Linked DNA regions of Rattus norvegicus: region 1 is linked to region 2. A link is a contact called in public Hi-C data. All regions are on one chromosome and are shown on one strand. Each heading gives the region's core, a stretch centred on a gene start, on an enhancer-like site or on the middle of the called end of the contact. The rest is flanking DNA. Distances are from core to core; before and after follow the strand shown. Region 1 holds the start of Eif2b5 (eukaryotic translation initiation factor 2B subunit epsilon). Region 2 holds the start of Psmd2 (proteasome 26S subunit ubiquitin receptor, non-ATPase 2).

Region 1 (6,248 bases), core at 1,971-4,470, 150 kb before region 2:
GTGCGTGTGTGTGTGTGTGTGTGTGTGTGTGTGTGTGCACTACTGAAGATCAGAGGACATCTTGTAGGAGTCAGTCCAGGGGTTAATCTCAGGTCATTAGGCTTGGTATAAAGCACTTAGCCAACAAAAAGGAACTCAAACTGAAGCTCAAGGACAATTTAATTATAATTTAAAAGAAAAAAAACCCAAGGTAGGCAAGCTGCAAACCCCATTAACTGCCTGCTGGAGGAAGGTGGGGTGAGGAGAAAAGCCATTTGAGCCTGTATGAAGGTCAGATCCAAAGTGAACAGGCAGCCAACTGGGTGTGAGGGAGAAAGTATCCTTAATTTTTAGCCAGTATCTGAAAAAGACAGAAAAATAAAAAGGACCTTTATGAGTCCTAACTCAGACCCAAAGAACTTCATGGCTGATTGACTTGTAAAGACTGAGCAGGGGCTAAGAATCGTGGGAGTGGGAGAAAAAACACAGCGTCTCTCATCAAGGGGAAATCATGTGACCCGTCTTTTTAGTGTGGCTTAAGGAGAGCCTAAATTTCCTAGGGGTGGTTCCTTGGCCAGGTTATTGAACTGGAATGTTTGGTCTCCACCCAGGATAGAGATTCTGTCCTCTTGACCTAAAGGAGCTTTTACTTCTTAGACCTGTAGCCAGTGTATCCTTAACCTGCTGGCTTCCATCTCAGCTTTCCTGAGGACAATATAAGCTTTGTTCCCTTTAGGTAACATACTTTCTCTCCGGCTAATTAAGCTTTTTTTTTTTCTGTCACTAACATCTCCCAATAAGCAACATTGTGTTGCTTTCCTATGACTCGCATATTCTAAGAGGTTTGGAAGGGCTGGCCATGTCTACTAATTATGTGTGTTGGAGGGAGTTCCCACACCAAATTACTGATGTCTAGTTGCCATCTATATGGCGGTCAAAACACTTCAGTGTACCAGGGACTCAGGATTTCCTCAGTCCAGGACTCAGGATGTTCAAAGATAAAACTGGGACAGAACTGAGTGAGCAAGACGGTCTACATCCCTTTCTGCCCTCCTGCAGGGTGCACATTCCTTGGGGGGAGTTGAATAACTAGCAAGCCAGGCACAACTTCACACTATACCTGTAACTACTGACCCCTGTAGACTGGAGACACTCTCTGGGCAGTGCTTTCTCAGAATAGGAAAGAAAATCCCTTACCACAGACCCTCTGGCCTCCATATACACCATAGATACGTCTGGTTCCTACTCCACAGTACAGAAAACCTCCACATTAAAAATGACTTCATAGGCTGGGCATGGTGGCCCACATCTTTAGTCCCACCAGTTGAGAGGCAGAGTCTGGTGGGTCTCCATGGGTTGGAGGCTAGCCTGGTATAGTCAGTGACTAATACCACAGCAGGAAGGGATATAGAGTGAGACCTTATCGCAAAAAAAAACAAAAAACAAAAAACAAAAAAGAAAAAAAAAAACCAAACAAACAACCTCTGTCATAAAGTCTATGACATAGACTCTGGGAATTGGTGCAGGCACATTGCATCACACTGATCTCTAGGGGGCAGTGTTACCTAATTTCACAAGCCCCTGAACTCCACATCCAGCATTTCTGGGAGCCCTGTGTGTGCCCGTGTAAGAATTCCCACAAGTGCACATTTTTCTTTTTCATGAAGATCTGTAGCGCAACCAATCAATCACGCAGAACGTACATGTATACATTCTTTTATTTTGGTCGTGTTTGCCTACCCGTTTGATCAGTTGTCGCGAGGCCTCACTGCAGATCTCACTTCCTCCTGTCTCAGTCGGTGGTGGAAATATACACCCTTGGGTGACCTGTACTACATTGATTTAATTGAAATTTTTTTACTAACCTTTTCCCTCTTTGTACCGACGTTTTCAAAAGCAAATGTTGTTCTCACAGCACCCTCCTTAACTGAGCGAAGAAAGAAATAACAGGTTTCTGAGTTCCATGAGGAATCTAAACTGTAGAAACACAAACTAACCACTCTCTGTGGGGAGAGAGGGCATCTGGGGGAGGTGGGTGGAAGCAACAGAGGGAGTTGCTGAAACCTGCAGGCTGTGGGATTAGCAGAGGTTCTGGTGCTGAATGGGCACAGATTGCTTACAGGAATTTTTTGGCTTGACAGAATTACGCCCAGGCTGTGTGCCATTGCTTCCTCAGCCTTAAGCTTGATTTATAAACTGCGGCCACAGCTTCTTTTCCCGAAACCTGTTGCTCTGCTTCAGCGTCCAGCCTGAAAAGCTTGCTTACTACGCCCCAATCCTACAGTTTACTGCTGCTCTTAGATCCAGCCTCTTCTGTGATAACGCTTGTGGAACTAGGGAGTCAGATGAGCCCCAGCACCAGTCTTTCCACTCACTAGTTGGGCGTGCTTCCTTGGTCTGATTTAAATGTTTAAGAAATGCCCGTGCTTTAGGTCGTATTTCCAGAACGGGAGGAGGGAGGGGACACGGAGGAGGGAAGGGACACGACCTAGCCCATAATCCGCGGGTGCTCCGTAAAATTAACCGCTTGGGGTTGGGGATTTAGCTCAGTGGTAGAGCGCTTGCCTAGCAATCACAAGGCCCTGGGTTCGGTCCTCAGCTCCGAAAAAAAAAAAAAAAATTAACCGCTTGCCTCCACGTTCAGTATTTGGGCAGATCGTGGGTTCCCTCCCAAAGACGACAGATCCCCTTAGATGACTAGAATTGCAAGTGGAGAGCTACATTTAATTTTTAGATTTATGTGGAAGAGTGTTTTGCCAGCTTGTATGTATTCCACAGGCATGTGTCCAGTTGAAAGTGAGTTGGACACCACAGAATTGCAATTGTGCATAGTTGCTTGCCACCACGTGAGCGCTGGGCGCCGAAGTTGGATTCTCTGCAAGAGCAGTAAGTGCCCTTAACCGATGAGCGATTTCTCCAGCTCTGGGCAGGGAAGCTGCAGACTCCTGCCGGGCGATCACAAGCCTACTCAGCTCGCTGCCATCTTAGCTTGCCTAACTCAGCAGCACTCGCTGACCGAGTTTGACAACGGTGGGATCTCACCCCTCCGTGGTAAGTGCACCACCCAGTACCGCCAACTCCTACAAAACTAGCACGGTCTGCCACGCCCCGGCTCTGGCCTTGCACGGGGGTGGGTGGGGCCTGCTAGTATACACATGCGCACTCCTTCCTCTTTCTCTCCTTGCAATCACACCTTCGCGTTTTGACTGCGAGTCCTTTTTGTCCCCTACTGCGTGCGGTGTGGCTTCCCGGCGGACGTGCTGACTGCGAAGCAAAATGGCAGCCACTGCGGCGGTTCCCAGCGCTGTAGGCGGCCGAGCGAACAAACGCGGCGGCGGCTCCGGCGGCGGTGGAACCCAAGGTGCGGAGGAGGAGCCGCCGCCGCCCCTCCAGGCAGTTTTAGTGGCCGATAGCTTCGACCGCCGCTTCTTCCCCATCTCCAAGGACCAGCCTCGGGTGAGGACCCGGCACGCGAGCAACCTGCGGGCCTGGAGGGTAGCAGGGCTACAAGTTGCCACTGCAGCTTGCTAGTGAAGCGTGTTCTGAAAGTTACCATAAAGTTGAGTTTTTCTGGTTGAGAGAAAGTGGAGGGACTGACTGAAACCCCGGTGGCTGTCCGTCCAGATGAGTAGCTAGCAAATATGGATTCTCGCAGGGCTGTCTGCCCAGCCTTGAGAAGGATTGAGAGGGCTGTGTATAGAATCAGTGTTTGAGGGGGTTGGGGATTTAACTCAGTGGTAGAGCGCTTGCCTAGCAAGCGCAAGGCCCTGGGTTCGGTCCCCAGCTCCGAAAAAAAGAAAAGGAAAAAAAAAAATCAGTGTTTGAAAGAAGCCTTCCCAGGGGGATTTAGTAGCGCAAGGGGGCCTCCATTGCCTCTAACCTTGCAGGACATGGGCAATTTAAAAAATGCTTCAAAAAGCGATGGTAATATATACCTAAAGGGAAAAAGGCTAGATCTCGGCCTGGTACGGGCTCTTTTCCTCCCATCTGCTGCAAGGGGAACCGAGTGGGTTCCCCTCAGCCTTGGAACTACCTAGACATAGGACATTGGTATTGGGCTTGCAGACTGCTCGGTCCCTCAGCAAACAGGGATTTGCCTTTTACTTAAGAATTCCTAAGGCTAACGACTGTTCACTTTTGACAAGTGTTTGAATGATTTCTGTGACTCAGTGTCAATAGGAGGAAATTCTATGAGAAGAAGGTCTTAGTGCTTAGAGTTATAGAGCTATGATTTAGGGCCAACATTTGTCCTTAATGTCAGCCCTGGTTTCCTATAACATATTCTGTGTCTGATACCATGTCTACTAGGCCCAAATCTTAGACTGAACCTTTGGGCCTATTTGCTTTAGAATAAAAGGGTAAAGCAAACTGTAGTGTCTGCAAGCCCCGATGAAAGGCACATTGTTGCAGTGGGGTACCTGAAGTATAATAATGGCTTGAAGACCTCAGACTTTTTCATATCCTGCCCTATAGGTCCTATTGCCCCTGGCCAATGTCGCGCTGATCGACTATACTCTGGAATTCTTGACTGCCACGGGTGTACAGGAAACATTTGTCTTTTGCTGCTGGAAGGCTGCTCAGATCAAAGAACACTTACAGTAAGGCTCGGGAATTTTTCCTTTCCATGCTTCACCGTCTTTTTTCCAGTCCTTCCAGCATGGGTTTGACGAGGTAGAGACATGAGGAAAACTGCATCTGTTCTGAGCTCGTGTATGATTTAGTGTTTTCTTCACGTGTCCTGAGAGAAGCTGCTGGAGCTTTCTTTGCCTTGAGGTTTCAGTGATGGAAATCGAAAGGCTTGGCTATGATTTTCTGAGTCTTTCAAAGTTCGTTCCAGTGAGTTTTGCTTTTTATGTTCCAGTGGGTATGTTATTGGAAGAGCATCTTTATTTTCCCACTGAATTTCTAAACACTGTCTGTTCTGACCCCCCAGTGACAGGAACAAGTTCTTTCCCCTTGTCTCCCCCACTGCCCTCCTTAGTTTCAAGCCCACTGTAAGTTCTTAAGAGATGCTTGTTAAAATTTGGAAGAGCTAGTCTGGGAATTTATGAGTTTTGGAAGTAAAGACTAGTATACTGAACATGTTTTCCATGTTACCGTGCTTAAAGTTGATACAGACTCAGAACAAGAAAGATGACTTGAAAAAAAAAATGTGTTCCCAGAATACTTTCATAGCCTAGATTTCATAGGATTTTAAATTCAAACTCACATTTCAAGACGGGAGTCAAGGTATAGAAAGGAAATGGTCATACTTCTCAAACACATAAAACTAATGACACTGGAAGCCGAAACCATTTATTATGGTTCACGCGTCTCTTTGAAGCCAGAGACGCTGGCAGGAAGCCAGAGAAGCCACAGAGGAGTATAAATGCTGAATGGAGGTTAGAGGTCAGGTCTGTGATAGTCTGTTTACTTTATAGTTCCTCATCACTTTCCCACAGGAAATCCAAATGGTGCCATCCTACGTCCCTCAATGTTGTTCGAATAATCACATCAGACCTGTACCGATCACTAGGAGATGTCCTCCGTGATGTCGATGCCAAGGCCTTGGTGCGCTCTGATTTCCTCCTGATATATGGAGATGTCGTCTCAAATATCAATATTTCCAAAGCCCTGGAGGAACACAGGTCAGGTGGGGAAGACGGCAGGGACAAGACTTAGGGACCAGTTGAGTCCTAAGACTAACTCTGCCCCTCCTTCTTTATAGGTTAAGAAGGAAGCTAGAAAAAAATGTGTCTGTCATGACAATGGTGTTCAAAGAGTCCTCACCCAGTCACCCTACACGCTGCCATGAGGACAATGTGGTGCTAGCTGTGGATAGCACCACAAACAGGATTCTTCACTTCCAGAAGACCCAAGGCCTCCGCCATTTCTCCTTTCCTTTGGTAACTGGGTGTCTGGGGAACTCAGGTAGAAGAGGGAGGAGCTTCGAGAGGAGAGATGAGCTAAAGCCTTTGTAACTTCTCCCCTCAGGGCCTATTCCAGGGCAGTCTAGACGGAGTGGAGATTCGATATGACTTGTTGGATTGTCACATCAGCATCTGCTCTCCTCAGGTGAACTCTTCAGAACAGAGCTGCATAGCCAAAGAGCAAAACTCTAGGGGTCTGTTCCCTTTCAAGTCCAGGGGATGCATCTTTCCCCTCTTTTTCTGGTTTGTTGTACAGTAGAGAAGCACAATTACTTCATTCCCAGTATATTGGGAACCAAATCTAGGGTTTGTCCTACAGCCAGTTACTATGGCTTTGATAGCTCTCTGGACGTTGTTACT
Region 2 (6,294 bases), core at 445-2,944:
GGCGCTCAGAGGACGCTAGAATTTACCAACTGAAAACTGAAGAAAGCATTCCTTACCGACAGAATGCCAACTTGGAGAGTATTCACAAATGTGAAATGTGTAGGATGGTTGGATTATAAATGGTAGGGCCACAATATAATTCCTACCTGGGTATCAATAATAAAAGAGTGAAGGTACCATCTGCTGTCATTTCTAAAGTAAACAGTAAAAATCTCCATAAAACACTTGGCTCTTAGGAAAATATCACATACAGAAAATTAGTGACTGACCCAATCTCACCATGTAGCCTTAATTGCAACTCTAGTTGGCTAGATTTACAGTACTTAGCAAGAATTCCCTCCTATTGAGCAGGACTCAAGTCCAGCTAGGTGGTTGGTTGTTACCCTCGATATAAAAGTACCACTATTGCACCTTTGGGGATATTACACTGAGCTGATCGTTCTGGTTTATAAGCTTTACAGTTGGTTAGGACCACTGACTGCTCTTCTCCTTGTCAGCTTGCAGAGCATCTTAAGACGTTATGAGAACTAGTTCTCAGGGAGGACGCCTCCTGGTCAGTTTCACTCAATTCCTCCAAGTGAAATGTTTGGTGTCCTCAGTAATAAAGTCTTACCTTCTGGTTCTCAAAGGCAACCCAGGGCAACAGGCATAGCTTGTATTGTTTTAGGAGTCTCTTGGATTTCCCTGACCAACAACTCTGAGGAAGGTTTACTGTGCCTGGCACTGAGATTTCTGTTAGTCGTTGGCTCTTGAGGGGAGCATTATCACCCCAAGTGGGGTAAAAAGTTAGACACTATTTCAACAGGGTCTCCTTGTGTAGTTCTTGGCTGGCTTAGAACTCACCATGTAGACCAGGCTAGCCTTGAACACACAGAGATCTGCCTGCCTTTGTCTCAGAATTTAATCCCAAATGTTGGGATTGAGAGTGTGGGCCATGATGCCTGGCTTACATATTGACTCATTTTATTCTTTAAGTGTTTTTACAAGAGAAAGTTTTTGTGCTTCACATAGGCAGAAAACAGACTGGTTTATAGAAACCACACAGCTGTTTGTTTCTAATATCATGTTTCTAAAGTTTGAGTTTCTCTCACCTTTCCAAGTTTTTATTTCAAAACAATGTATACTTAAAATAACTTGAAATGCACACCAACAAACTCTTCATCTGGACTCATCGCCTTTTTGATAAACCATTTTAGGGCACAATTTCCAATTTATCTCCAACATACTGATTGGTATGTGACTGTTGATTTGTTGATTACACACACACTTATGATTATATACTATGCATATAGTATGTACCTGATATATGTATGTGTATATGAATGGATGGATGGATTTCGTTATCTGTGATAGAAGTCATAGAAAACAGAAACTGGTAGAAATTTCCTACAGAGGACTAAAGCAAACATGAAAATGTATGGACGCTCTGCCTTCAGGATGACCTTCTCATCGTACCAAGCATCCAGCTGTGGTGAAGCTACGGGTTCAGAGAGCTAGGCATCTCCGCGTCAGAGACACCCTAACCCAACACTAGTAGTTCGGCTAGATGCCGGAACAGTAATTTCCCGGCTGCCTCAGAGTGCGGAACTCGGGATCCGCCGGGCGTTTCCGGTCTGGAGGACGACGCGCGCGTTGCAATCTGGGAAAAGGGGCGGTGCCAGCAGGTGCGCGCGCAGTAGGCCGGCAGTAGTGGCGGAGATGGAGGAGGGTGGACGAGACAAGACACCCGTGCAGTCCCAACAACCCTCAGCGACAGCCCCCAGCGGCGCGGACGAGAAGTCGAGCGGCAAGGAGCGACGGGATGCCGGGGAAAAAGATAAAGAGCAGGAGCTGGTGAGACGCAGCCTAGGGATCCCGAGGAGGAGGAGGCCTTGGGCTGAGTCACTGCTGGCTTGAAGGCCTCGGGCCCGACTCCCTACTGCCCACCGCACCGGGGAACTCAGAATGGGGAGACCCTGACTTTATGCCCTTTCCGCCCCATTCCCCACCCCATTACGCACTGCCACCCCCGAGGCCCTCACCACCACATCGCGGGTCTTTGGCTATTTTCTAGAATGGCTTCCGAAAGCAGAGCCTGCCTGGTTCAGAAGTTAGACAGCCTTTCCAGCAATGCTGCTTTCCTATCTCACTGCCTCTTCTTGCCAATAGACATTCACACTCTCCACCTGCACCGGGGTGAGTGGGAGGAGAATGTGATTCGGGTTCCTTCTTTTGATGAGCTTCTTCCCCTAACCCTCCAGTCTGAGGAGGACAAACAGCTTCAAGATGAACTGGAGATGCTCGTGGAGCGACTCGGGGTGAGTCAAGATGTTACTTCAGGGAGAATGTAGTTGGATATTTCCCATTTATTTCATTTTGAGGCAACAATTAGATATCACATATTAGATATTATGATAGTTTGAGGGAAAAGAGTTACAAAGGGTATGGGGTCATGTGTCTCAGGGGTTGAGGAATCATGGGATAGGAGTCAGTTATGTCTTTGAGCAAAGCGTTGCTTAGGTATGTGTGAGTTATGATGTGGAGGAATATGATTCCTTTTGATCTAAGCACTAACATCCCCTCTCAGGAAAAGGATACATCCCTGTACCGACCAGCTCTGGAGGAACTGAGAAGACAAATCCGTTCTTCTACAACTTCCATGACCTCAGTACCGAAACCTCTCAAATTTCTGCGTCCACACTATGGCAAACTGAAGGAAATCTATGAGAACATGGCCCCTGGGGAGAATAAGGTAATTCAGAATATGGCAGGGTCTGTCCAGTTGAATAATTCCTTTTTGAGCTAGAAAACAAGAACCATGGTAAGTCACTGAAAGCCTAGCGGACCTCACCTGAGTGGACAGTTCATCCTAATGAGACTATGATTCTCCTAAAAGAGGAGCCTGTAAATGCTGCTCAGCTCCTTGGAAGTTTCTGCTTCATTATACCTTAAGGCTTTTTAGCATGATGTGTTTCTGCGTGTGTGCATGTGCCTATGCATGCCTAGAGACCCTTAGTGTTTATGGTTGGTTTTGGGATTTGAACTCTGATCTTCACGAGCATTCAGGAAGTCCTCTTAAACGTTGACCCCTCTTCCTCAGCCACTCTAGTTGCCCTCAAACTCTCAATGTGGCCTAGACAGAGCTTCAGTTTATGGCTCTCCTGCCTCAGCTCTGGAGTGCTGGGATTATAAGCATAAGCCAGTTTGCTTGGCCTTCTAAATTGTAAATAAAATAAATAATATATAATAAAAATAAAATTTGTTTTTAAAATAAATTTAAGTAAAATATTAGAATTTACTTTTATATTTACATAGATGAATGCCTTCCCTCCCTGATGTGTATCCTCTGTGTGTAGTATCTATCTGTACTGGCCAGAGGCCGGGAATATATCCCCTGGAACTGGAGTTAGACTGTTGTGAACCCCCATGTAGATACTGGGAACTGAACTCAGGACCTCTAGAAGAGCAGCCAGTGCTCTTAACCGCTGAGCCATCTCTCCAGCCCCGACTCGGGACCTCTTAAGTGTAGAATATTGAGGCCAAACTAGGCAGTGTGATGCAATGAGACACACTGTCTCCTAATATTACAACTGCGAAGCGTCTTTCTTTGATCCCCCCATTGTTTGTCACTCTTGAGTTAGGCTAGCTTCAGAGGGAGCTAGCAACACCACTTTTGTAAGGCTTTGGCATGGACTATGGGGACTAGTATATAATAGATTTTATTGGTGAGTTTTGCAGGCAGTGATCTTGATTGTGTGATGGCACATGCTGTTTTCCTTACAGTGCTTTGCTGCTGACATCATCTCTGTTTTGGCCATGACCATGAGTGGTGAGCGGGAGTGCCTCAAGTATCGGCTAGTGGGCTCCCAGGAAGAATTGGCATCGTGGGGTCATGAGTATGTCAGGTAAGGCATTTTCTTTTTGGGGTGAGAAGGGACTTGGGGGCATTATTCTGTTGGTTTGGAAACTGAATGCGTTGAATCCCCCAGACACTGAATTCTTGACTCCCAGGGACCTGCTTCACTAATGAGCCTGTCTTTCCGTAGACATCTGGCAGGAGAAGTGGCTAAGGAGTGGCAGGAACTGGATGATGCAGAGAAAGCACAGCGGGAACCATTGCTTACCTTGGTAAAGGAAATCGTCCCCTACAACATGGCTCACAATGCTGAGCACGAGGCTTGTGACCTGCTCATGGAGATCGAGCAGGTGGATATGCTGGAGAAGGACATCGATGAGAATGCATACTCCAAGGTCTGCCTCTATCTCACCAGGTAAGGGCGGACAGGAGAGCAGGGTAGCAGGCCTGCCTCTTCAGCATTGGTCTCCTGGGGATCTCAGGGTTGCTTCTTGAAGGCAGAAACTTTGTGTTTCCTTAGTAATCCTGGAACGTAGTACATTGCCTTCCATATATTAGGTACTCAGTGTGCATACTTGGGAAAGAAGTAAATGAATTGCACTCTCTGAAATTGTACTGCTTTTGACTTTGTAGTTGTGTGAATTATGTACCAGAACCTGAGAACTCTGCCCTCCTGCGCTGTGCCCTGGGCGTGTTCCGAAAGTTTAGCCGTTTCCCTGAAGCTCTGAGATTGGCACTGATGCTCAATGACATGGAACTGGTAGAAGACATTTTCACCTCCTGCAAGGATGTGTATGTAGAGAAATCGGCAAAGGGAGGGATGAGTCTGCGTATGTGCTTTGTGTGAAAATCAGAGACTTAGCAGTGTTTGGTGGAACCAGGGAGGCTTTCTGTCCCATGGTGGCGGAGAGAGCAGGTGTGACGGCTTTCCCCACAGGGTGGTCCAGAAGCAGATGGCCTTCATGCTGGGTCGGCATGGAGTGTTCCTGGAGCTGAGTGAAGATGTAGAGGAATACGAAGACCTCACAGAAATCATGTCCAATGTCCAGCTCAACAGCAACTTCTTGGCCTTAGCTCGGGAGGTAAGGGCTTTTGCCCCGAAAGGTTTTGGTTGATGTTCTGTCTGTCATTCCACCTCCCTGACTAATACCTTTCAATAGACTCCCTGGTTAGAGTTGCTATTCAGTGGGATAGCAGAAGGGACAGCTGGGGGAGTTCTGGGGAAGCAGTTGTGACCCTCTGGCTTCTCTTCAGCTGGACATCATGGAGCCCAAGGTGCCTGATGACATCTACAAAACCCACCTAGAGAATAACAGTGAGTAGCTAGCCCTGTGTGGGCGTTGGAGGGACGGTTCACTGTTCCAATTGTATTGGGAATAAGTTTAGATAACCCATGTCTAAAGCACTTGTAATCCTTAGAGTTCTGCGTCCAGGTCACTGTTGGGAGACATAGATTAAGGGTCTAACTTAAAGTCAGAGACTGATCGAGTGGTAGACACACGCCTTTGATCCCAGTACTTGGGAGAGGCAGTGGATCTTTAAGTTTGAGGTCAGCCTGGTCTACAGAGCAAGTTCTAGTACAGCCAAGGCTACACAGAGAAACCATGTCTTAAAAACAAAACAAATGTGTAAAGTTCAGAGACTTTGTGCATGCTGCGTCCCTTCCATGTCCTGTGCTAAAATGCTTTCCCCCACCTTGTACAGGGTTTGGTGGCAGTGGCTCTCAGGTAGATTCTGCTCGAATGAACCTAGCGTCCTCTTTTGTGAATGGCTTTGTGAACGCAGCCTTTGGTCAGGATAAACTCCTGACCGACGATGGCAACAAATGGCTGTACAAGAACAAGGACCACGGTACGAGTTTTCTCCTTTATTTGTTTACTTGTCAGCTGTTACCTGAGAGGGATCCAGAGTAGTTTCTAGAGAAGCCCTTTTGTAAGTTTCTTTAGGGTGGACACTTCTAAAGCTGATAGTCTTCCTTGTCATAGGGATGTTAAGTGCTGCTGCGTCCCTTGGCATGATTCTGCTGTGGGATGTGGATGGTGGCCTCACCCAGATTGACAAGTATCTGTACTCCTCTGAGGACTACATCAAGGTTAGTCTGGGCAAAGCTTATTCACTGGAGACCCTTTCTTCTTGTGTTCCAGGGCCTCCTTTTTACTAATGAGGTGTCTTAGCTGCTTTCTGTTTCTGTGAAGAGGCACCATGACAGGGCAGCTTAAACAGAATTTACTCGATTGGGGCTTCTTTACAGTTTCAGAGTCCATGACTGTCCTGGTGGGGAACATGGCAGCAGGCAGGCATGGTGCTGGGAAAAGCTGAGAGCTCACATCTGCCATTTGGAGGCAGAGGCAGAGACAGGATTGGGCCTCAAAGCCCACCCCACCCCTAGTGACTTCCTCCAATAAGGCTGTACCTCCTAATCCTACACAGAACAGGTCTACCAAGTAGGGACCAAGGAT

Evidence for each region. A called contact is a pair of places that touch in the nucleus more often than the background predicts.
Region 1: a contact with region 2 is called in a Hi-C map of kidney, with 5 times the contacts expected there. The contact joins the promoter of Eif2b5 here to the promoter of Psmd2 in region 2. A contact is called at or near these places in 12 of 12 Hi-C or Micro-C datasets (the A7r5 cell line, the Rat2 cell line, Schwann cells and 7 more) and 1 of 1 datasets of contacts at active chromatin or transcription factors (oligodendrocytes).

What each region holds. Positions count from the first base shown.
Region 1 is chr11:93,905,772-93,912,019 of GRCr8, reverse strand. Eif2b5 (eukaryotic translation initiation factor 2B subunit epsilon) reads left to right here and starts at 3,220. Exons shown (of 16, transcript NM_138866.2): 1 at 3,220-3,435; 2 at 4,453-4,577; 3 at 5,421-5,606; 4 at 5,687-5,864; 5 at 5,953-6,033. The coding sequence starts at 3,256. LOC134481032 (a long non-coding RNA gene) reads right to left here and starts at 1,568. Exons shown (of 2, transcript XR_010056206.1): 1 at 1,177-1,568; 2 at 148-340.
Region 2 is chr11:93,758,788-93,765,081 of GRCr8, reverse strand. It overlaps Psmd2 (proteasome 26S subunit ubiquitin receptor, non-ATPase 2), which reads left to right and starts at 1,694. Exons shown (of 21, transcript NM_001031639.1): 1 at 1,694-1,833; 2 at 2,241-2,297; 3 at 2,567-2,731; 4 at 3,763-3,884; 5 at 4,026-4,250; 6 at 4,469-4,627; 7 at 4,773-4,917; 8 at 5,090-5,150; 9 at 5,540-5,686; 10 at 5,821-5,927. The coding sequence starts at 1,699. It overlaps LOC102551589 (a long non-coding RNA gene), which reads right to left and starts at 1,622. Exons shown (of 5, transcript XR_010056204.1): 1 at 1,456-1,622.